Linked DNA regions of Gossypium hirsutum: region 2 is linked to region 1. The links are chromatin contacts, called in public Hi-C maps. All regions are on one chromosome and are shown on one strand. The core of a region is the stretch at or near the end of the contact, and the rest is flanking DNA. Distances in the headings are between cores, read along the strand shown.

What was found. Hi-C and Micro-C count contacts between places; a contact is called where the count stands out from the background.
Region 2: a contact with region 1 is called in a Hi-C map of leaf, with 4 times the contacts expected there. The contact joins the promoter of LOC121202809 here to the promoter of LOC107895182 in region 1. A contact is called at or near these places in 9 of 34 Hi-C or Micro-C datasets (callus, hypocotyl and leaf).

The regions. Positions count from the first base shown.
Region 1 is chrA13:92,782,408-92,786,892 of Gossypium_hirsutum_v2.1, forward strand. It overlaps LOC107895182 (cytochrome P450 71D10), which reads left to right and starts at 1,661. Exons shown (of 2, transcript XM_016820441.2): 1 at 1,661-2,658; 2 at 2,741-3,493. The coding sequence starts at 1,765. The coding sequence ends at 3,385.
Region 2 is chrA13:92,520,122-92,524,572 of Gossypium_hirsutum_v2.1, forward strand. LOC121202809 (fasciclin-like arabinogalactan protein 1) reads right to left here and starts at 1,855. Exons shown (of 2, transcript XM_041085265.1): 1 at 892-1,855. The coding sequence starts at 1,848.

The sequences.
Region 1 (4,485 bases), core at 411-2,910:
TATACAAGCATTTGGAAGTGCCCAAAATGACAATACTTGGTGAAGCATTAAAGTACACCAAACTAACAATAACTTTCAAAGCATAAACATACCAAAATACCAATACAAAACATCATATGCCCTTTAACCTTATATTCATCTATATATATACATGCCACTAACCTAAGAGTCACAAAAACTACCAACTTGAATGGATAGTGTGAGTCAGTTGAATGATCCTTTCAAAATGTCAGCGATGGTTATCTACACAACAGTCTACAAAAATCGATAAGCTTACAAAGCTTAGTAAGGACATAATATAACACTTAATCTAAATACCATTAAGTACAATTCATATAATATTTGGTTAAAAGTTACCGGAGTATAAAAAAGGGCATGAAAGTGCAATCAGGGGTACCAAAGTACAAACAGGGGCATGTAAGTGCAATCATGGGTACCGAAGTGCAAACAGGGGCACCTAAATGCAATCAGGGGTACAAAAGTACAAACAGGGGCATGAGAGTGCTATCAGGGGCATTAAAGTACAAACAGGGGCACGAAAGTGTAATCAGGGGTACCAAAGTACAAACAGGGGCACGAAATTATAGAATAATTAGTAGTGTGCCTTTTCTGGTAAATAATTTTTTTTTTGTAAAAAAAAACCTAATAAATGACAGAAATTACTTGTATTTTTATTTTATATTTAAAATTCAGATAAACCATTATACTTATAATTATAATTAATAAATTACTAAATAAATCATTATGATAATTATAATTTGAAAGTATAACTTCTCTTGTTTTATATTTTCTCCATAACCAAAACTTTTGTTTTACTGTTAAGGGAAAAATAAAAAATTTTAAATTAGAATTACATTTTATTTAGGAAAAAATTAAACTAATCATTATTAAAGAAGAAACAGGATTATATATGAAAATGTTAGATTATAAGTTAGATGTTTGAGTTATATAAGTTAGTTGTTTGAGTTACAAAATACTTCTTTAATTATTATCCTAATTTTTTTTCTACCAAACTGCTTCTTTATTTATTACCCTATAATTTTCATACTTAATTAATCATTAATAATTTACCCTATAAACCTTTTGTTTCTATTTTATAAAATAGTATTTTTCATATTAAATTTTAACTTTTTTAAAAAACCTCATAATACAATATATATTTTTTTAAATTAATAACTTTCTTTTATAAATTTTATTAGTGTTTTCGTTTTATATAAAATAATATTTTAATTGATATATATAATTAAATTCGTGTAATACGCTCACTAGTCAAAATAATGAAAGAATAAATTTATTTAAAATTTAAGATTACATCCATTATCTAAATACGTGTAGGAATGAGATTATATTTTATATTATGATTTGTTAATAATAATTGAAAATATAAATTTATTAAATCATCAGTATGTAGCATTATAAATTATAACATAACATTTAACCAACCAAACACATTTGTATCTTAACTAATAATGCAAATCGCATTGCTAATACAAATCACTATATTTTTTAAATTGGATTTGTAATAGAATTAATTAGGTTATCAATTTATTGATTTAATTAGTCTAATTAAAAATTTATTAAAAATAAAAAATTTAAAAAAATCTAATTCAACTGTTTTGGAGTAGTAATTACAATTTGGATGGTTCTAGAAGTTGAGTCAGATATAAATATCGTAACATTGTGTGGTGATGCTTCTCATCAGTGTTTTCTTTTGTTTTACTTCTTTTTCTTGTTTGTTTTATCAAGCTCCTCTTATTTGTGCTAATGGAGTTCGGAATACCCTTATTCCATATATTCATCAGCTTTCTTCTTGTTTTGTTAATTGCAATTCGAAGCGTGAGGAAATCTAAAGCTAGGAGTTTAACTCAAAGGTTGATTCCAGGGCCACGGAAATTACCTTTGATCGGAAATCTGCACCAGCTCGCTGATTCTACTCTACCCCATCGCACCCTGCGTGACTTGGCTACGAAATATGGCGCCGTCATGCACCTGCAACTCAGTCAAGTTTCAACTGTGGTCATTTCTTCTGCAGAAATGGCTGAAGAGATTATGAAAACACATGATATTGTCTTTGCTTCTAGGCCTTTACTTCTTGCGGCCAAGATTATAACTTATGAATGCACTGATATTGTCTTTTCACCATATGGAAAGTATTGGAGAAATCTGCGAAAAATTTGTACATCGGAGCTTCTGAGTGCGTCTCGGGTCGCCTCCTTCCGATCGATAAGAGAAGAGGAAGTGTTGAATCTCGTCAAAACCATAAAATCAAATGATGGGTTGGCTGTGAATCTGAGCCAGAAAGTTTTTTCAATGACTTATGGCATAACAGCGAGGGCAGCCTTTGGTAAGAAATGCAAATATCAAGATTCTTTCATATCAGTTGCTGCGGAGCAAACGAAGCTGGTTTCTGGTTTCTTTGTTTCCGAATTTTTTCCTTCACTTCAATTCCTGGATGTTGCTTCGGGTGTGAAGTATAGAGTTGAAAAGACTCATGCAGAAGCTGATAGGATTCTTCAGAGCATTGTTAATGATCACAAAGAAAGTAGAGCAAGAGGCAGAAGTAAAGATGACAGGGAAGATCTGGTTGATCTTCTTTTAAGGCTTCAGGAAGATGACGAATTCCCTTTAACTGATAATAGCGTCAAAGCCATCATATTAGTGAGTCCATTATCTTTTACTGGAATTTGGTAATTGTTGTCAAAATTTTATGGCCATAATGTTATTTATAATTTTGTTTTAGGATATTTTCACTGCCGGAAGTGAGACATCTGCATCAACTGTAGAATGGGCATTGTCGGAAATGATTAAAAATCCAAGAGTTATGACAAAAGCACAAGCAGAGGTAAGGCAGGTATTCCAAGGAAAAGGAAATGTGGATGAAACAGGCATTCATCAACTTCAATATCTAAAGTGTGTTATAAAAGAAACCTTAAGACTGCACCCTATTTTACCTTTATTGCTTCCAAGAGAATGTGGCAAGAATTGTGAGATTAATGGATTTGAGATACCTTCCAAGACCAGAGTGATTATCAATGCCTGGGCAATTGGGAGAGATCCAAATCATTGGGCTCAGCCTGAAAAATTTGAGCCTGAAAGGTTTATCAACAGTTCAGTAGATTTCTTGGGAACAAATTTTGAGTTCATTCCATTTGGCGCTGGAAGAAGGATATGTCCAGGCATGCTATTTGCAGTGCCAAATCTAGAGCTACCACTTGCCCAACTGTTGTTCCATTTTGATTGGAAGTTGCCGAAGCAAGAAGATATAGATATGACCGAGGAGTTTGCCTTGTCCGTGAGGAGGAAAACTGATCTAGTCTTAGTTCCTACTCCTTACCATGCTTCTATTATCGTTTCCTACAAGCACAAGGAGGATATATTTGTCTAGGCATATCATAGATTAAATTCTGCTCTTAGTCCTTCTACTTTGTGAAAGTTATGTATTTAGTTATTGTATTTTAACTTGATTAAATATTAGTTTTTATAATTTTTCGAATTGGTCACTTTTAGTCGAAACCTAAACAGTAGTAGTTAAATCAGTTTGGTTAAATTTAATTATTCCTATACTATATTTACATATGTAGATTTGATCCATATTCTTCAATTAGATCATTTTAATTCCCTGTACTTTTCTAATTTTGATATTTCAATCTTGACACAAGTAATAATAGTTAATCATTAATTGGATTTTTAGTAAGTAATATGCAGAAAAAATAAGTTAATATGGTATTACACATAAGATAATATACACATAAGATAATATATCTGGCACATAAATTTTGGAAATAATAAAACTTATATACTGAAATAAAAATTGTTCCCAGCACTCATCGACACGTAGTCGAAATAACATCTACTTGATCTATCTTATGGCATGCTAATTATATTTAACTTTTCCTGAACAATTAATAGGGCAACAACAATTAAATTCCAAATATATTTCAGTTTCATAATTCATCATATTCAATTCATCAATCAAATAATCATTTCACATGCATAATAACATGAATCAATCCAATTCAAAGTTAATTTCACATTTTCATAAATTTACACTATTTTCGAGTATTTTTATAAAATACATACCGGTGCTGCCTGATACAGTGGCAGTACAAAAAATTATTTTCTTTTTAAATGTAAGGATAGTTGAATGATTGGGGGAAATTTGGGGAGTGCTGCCTGACATTTCGACAACACCTGTTGTGCAATGTTGAATTTTTATAAAATACATACCGGTGCTGCCTGATACAGTGGCGGTACAAAAAATTATTTTCTTTTTAAATGTAATGATAGCTGAATGATTGGGGGGAATTTGGGGAGTGCTGCGTGACATTTCAACAACACCTGCTGTGCAATGTTGACTTTTTCTATTTACACTATTTTCGAGTATTTTTATAAAATACATACTGGTGCTGCCTGATGCAGTGGCGGTACAAAAAATTATTTTCTTTTTAAATATAATGATAGCTGAATGATTGGGGGGAATTTGGG
Region 2 (4,451 bases), core at 605-3,104, 260 kb before region 1:
TACAAATTTTTCAAAGAAGAAAATGAAGAAACAAAGCAAAATGTCAATAATCTTCTACTTCTATCCAATTCATTCAGATAAAATTTTCCCCTTTGAGGTGAAATATCAATTACTAATACCACCCTCCAAAGCCCAAACACACCCGAGTCCGAGTAAAAAGCAAAACAGTAGCTTGCTATTTGTTATGCCATTACTATTTGTATCGATGCCTTCCAAGTCCAACCACCTGCCACATGCATTTACTGCATGTTTTTCTTACTTGGATTTATCATAATATCAATCCAACTATATTATGTAAATTTTCTCATGTGGGGTAGTACAAAATCTACTTTGTTTAAGTCTAAACACTTAAATTAATTAGATTCTTTTCTTTTCTTAAATAATGGAATACATTTGTATCGAATGCGAACCAACGTATTCTTATTAGACACTCTCTTAAATCCGAATAACAAAACTTCAATGCAAAATCAACATTTGGCATCCCAACACAAACCCAGATCTGTGTTAGTTTTTCTAGAAATTCACATGCAAAAAAACACACACACACAAAAATTTTGAAAAATCTCAAGGTGTCATTATCATACTTTTAGATTGAAAATCACCTACTGACTCCCAAACAAATCCTTGACTTATGAAAACGAAGATTTGGCCAATAAAAGAGTAAACAGTATCTTATGCCATTATTATAACTTTCTTCAATATACTTTACACTATTCTTTCAACAACTCCATCATCACACAATCAAATGGCCAGAAATTAACTGTTTCCACCCTTTTCCTCTACCCCCATTTATTTCTTTCACCTTTGCCTCACTTTCTTCACTTAATTATCACTAAACAGCCTCAAAGATCAAATATTTACAAAATGAAAAAACACAGATTTTGATCTTACCTCATATGTTCCCATGGCTTCAGGATTGGCTAAAAGGGTATCAGCAAACACTTTACATCCATGTGCTGACATAATCCCAGTAATATTCAGCTCACTCGGCCCTGGAGTGGGAGCCTCAGCTATAGCAGAAGGCAAAGCCTTGCTGATCTGGATCACAGATATATTATATGGGAGCTCCTCAACAGATTTAACAAAGAAAGAATCTAAATCCCCACCATTAGCTTCAGCTCCAAAACCAACTTTTCCACCTTTAAAATCGGTTATGTTAACAAAGCCGGAAACCCCAGGGGCGACCCCAGTGGCTTGGAACATAGTAGCGGCGAGTGCGGTGCCATTGGTTATCTGGTGAAGCTTCTTGGCACCGAAGTAGTCAAGAAGAACATGGAGGGAAAGGATGTTCTTCATGGTGTAAATGGAAGGGTTTTTATTCAAGAGAGAGGACATGGCGGCGTTATCTAAGGCGAGAACAGTGATGGTAGTGCGGCGGTTGATCTCTTGAGCCAAATGGGTGAGAGTGAGGTAATGGTTGAAGGATGATAAAGAAGGGTGCTTGGCTAGTAAACGTGTGATGTTATGGCCATCTGATGTTTGGAAGATGAGAAAAACTGAGAAAATGAGAAGAAGAAGGGGGTGTTTTTGCGGCATTGTGCTGCTGTGCTGTGTGTTGGCTTGGCTTACATCAATTGGGGGGGGGATTGGTTCCTTTTTTGATTTTGATGAACTGAACAAGAGTTTTTGTAGGGGGAGAAAGGTGAGAACTTTGAACGGGGGGGGGGGGGAGGAAAGGGCTTGGAATATGATTAATTTACTTAGTAAGCCACTCTGCTTGTGGTTTTGGGAGCGAGGGAAAAGGGACAAAGGAGGGGCAAGGTTTTGGTGTAGAGATTGTCGTCTTCTGGTTGTCAAGTTAAGCTCAACCAGAGAAAAAGTATTGCTTTGTGGGTTTAGGGTTTTCATTAAATTACAAAGGAACCACAAGGTGTAGATTTGGGAATTGTTATAATAATTTTATTATAGAAATAAATATGCTGATACCAAGATCAAATCACTCCTAAATTCTAAAAATCTTATAAATCTAAATCTTAACTATAAGTAATAAAAATAGGTGTGTTGGTGATTCCAATGGAAATGGCGGATGGTAAGCTTACAATTTTAGGGATATCATCAGCCTAATACTTCATTTGAATTTTAAATATTAGTTCAATTTCATTCATAGATTTAAATTATTCAAAAACTCAAATTAATATTTTGAAATTAAAAAATCAATTTAGTATACACAACATAAGCTTTATATTTTATTGGGTTAACGACTGATTTGGCCACTAACGTTTGTATATTTTGTCAAAATAGTCCTAATTGTGTTTTTGAGCTTTTTTTGTTATTAGCCTTTGTTCTTTTTTTCAATCTGTTTTTTTAATAGATTTAATAAAAATACCGTTAAAAAGGTTAAAAAATACGATTAGTGCCATTTTGACAAAACATATAAGCCTATTTTATTTAAATCAAAGTTTTAAAAATGCAAGTGAGTTTGAATGATTAAGTTAGAAGAAGAAGATGGTATGTTGAGAGTATGCTCAAGTTTTGGTCCAAAAGTAGAGCATTAAAGGAAATGATGGGAAGCAATAGTTATAAAGGATGCAAACAAGTGCTTGACGTTAAAGCAAACAAAAACGTGCAAACACTAGGGGAATGAAAAAATGAAATGGAAATTTTGGGATTGAGTAAAGAAGCATAAGGAAACAGGTCATGTGCTATTAGCATCTCTTCCTCACAAATCAAGGCATTTTATTTTCATTTATGCTGACTCAAATGCACACACCATTCACCATTTTGCAAGCATAGAATATTATCAACCATCTTTTTTGTTTTTTATTATCTTCGTTTAGGCACAGATTATGGGACTTATTAATTCACATGCCAAATATGATATTCATTTAAAGAATTATATCTCAAAAGTTTATGTAATTATTTTCGACCAATCAATGTAATTGTTTAGGGTTGGGTAAATGACTACCGTCTAATTGAAGGAACATGTGCCAACTTGACAGTGTCGGCGAAGGATCAAAATGGTCATGAGGAAATTAGCCAGTCAACTTTTGGGGTAATGTCGTCGTTTGATGAAAAATGGGAGGGCAAATTCGGTCAAATGAGAGTTAAGTTTCATTACATGTGGTGGGACCTATGCTGCGTGCCCCAAAAGATAGCCAGGACGTTAGTGAATCAATGAGAAGGTGCCACGTGGGAGGAAAGTGATCGGCCTTGTGACGTTAGCGAAATCCCACCGACAAAAAAGGTTCCAGAACGCGATAAACATTTGACGGTTATGATTCTCCTTGTCTTCATGCTCTCCTTTACAACAAATTCCTAAAATAAAGGATTTGTTTAATTTTACATCACACGATTAAAAAAATACTATTTTCAACTATAATATATTAAATCTATAATAAACCCCACTGATTATCAACACTTATTTAGATATTGTATGTTGAATTTTTTTTAATATTATATATAAATTTTGACTTTCTATAACTTTTTACATAAAATTTTAATCTAATTTAATTGTATACACATTTATTTTCATATTGAATTAATATAAGTGTATGCATAATTTTAAACTCGGGCTAGACTTAGTTTAAAAAATAGACCTAAATTTCCGCCTAAATTTAACCTAAATTAAAAATGCTAAACTCCAATCTAACACGGCCTATCTGTATTAATTTTTTTAGATTATTTTTTATATAAAAATAATTTTTTTTAAAATACATCAAATACATGAAAAAAAAAATTTCAAATAAATATTTTTCAACAAATTAAAAATATATTAAAAAATTTATACCTTAAAAAAGCCAAATAACTCGCTCACACTACAACAACAGGCAATTTGCTAATGCAAATTTCATAAAGTCTCATAAGGATTAAGACTAAAACAAGTTTTCAGGTTCGTCACAATATTCATGCATCTTCCAGATGAAATCCTTCAATCTTTTCACGATAATCTTTCTAATATAATGTAATCTCATTTTATATTGATTAAATATAATATATTTTTTATTAAAAAAACCCCAACCAAAAGCTGTATGATTTCAGCTAAACATACATAATACTACTATTATGCTACTTGCTAATTAATTAAACACCACCATCAAGTAAAATTTCTAACTTCACTTTCTCACCTTTCAAAACGCTTTCAATTTCTTTAGATTCGGCTGAATAGAGGGAAAAAAGAAAGAAAGTATAGATATATGATTCAAGTAAAGTTTGGGGTTAAAAATCCTATTTGAAATTCGATTTATTTTTTTTATTTAGGTCAATTTTCTTAGATTTATATTTTTACTCAAATCTATTCATTCGATTGGCTCTTAGAGTATAGATGGATGGAGGTGTATAACATATTAATATAAATTAGTTTAGGTAAAATTTTAATTTAAAAAAAAACTGATTTTATTTGATTGTGAGAGCAAAGTAATTGGTTGGGAAGGATATTTAAATGCTAGAATAGGATGGAATAAAAGATGATAGGTGGTGAAAGAGAAATCCATAAAGTGAGTGATAGAAATGGA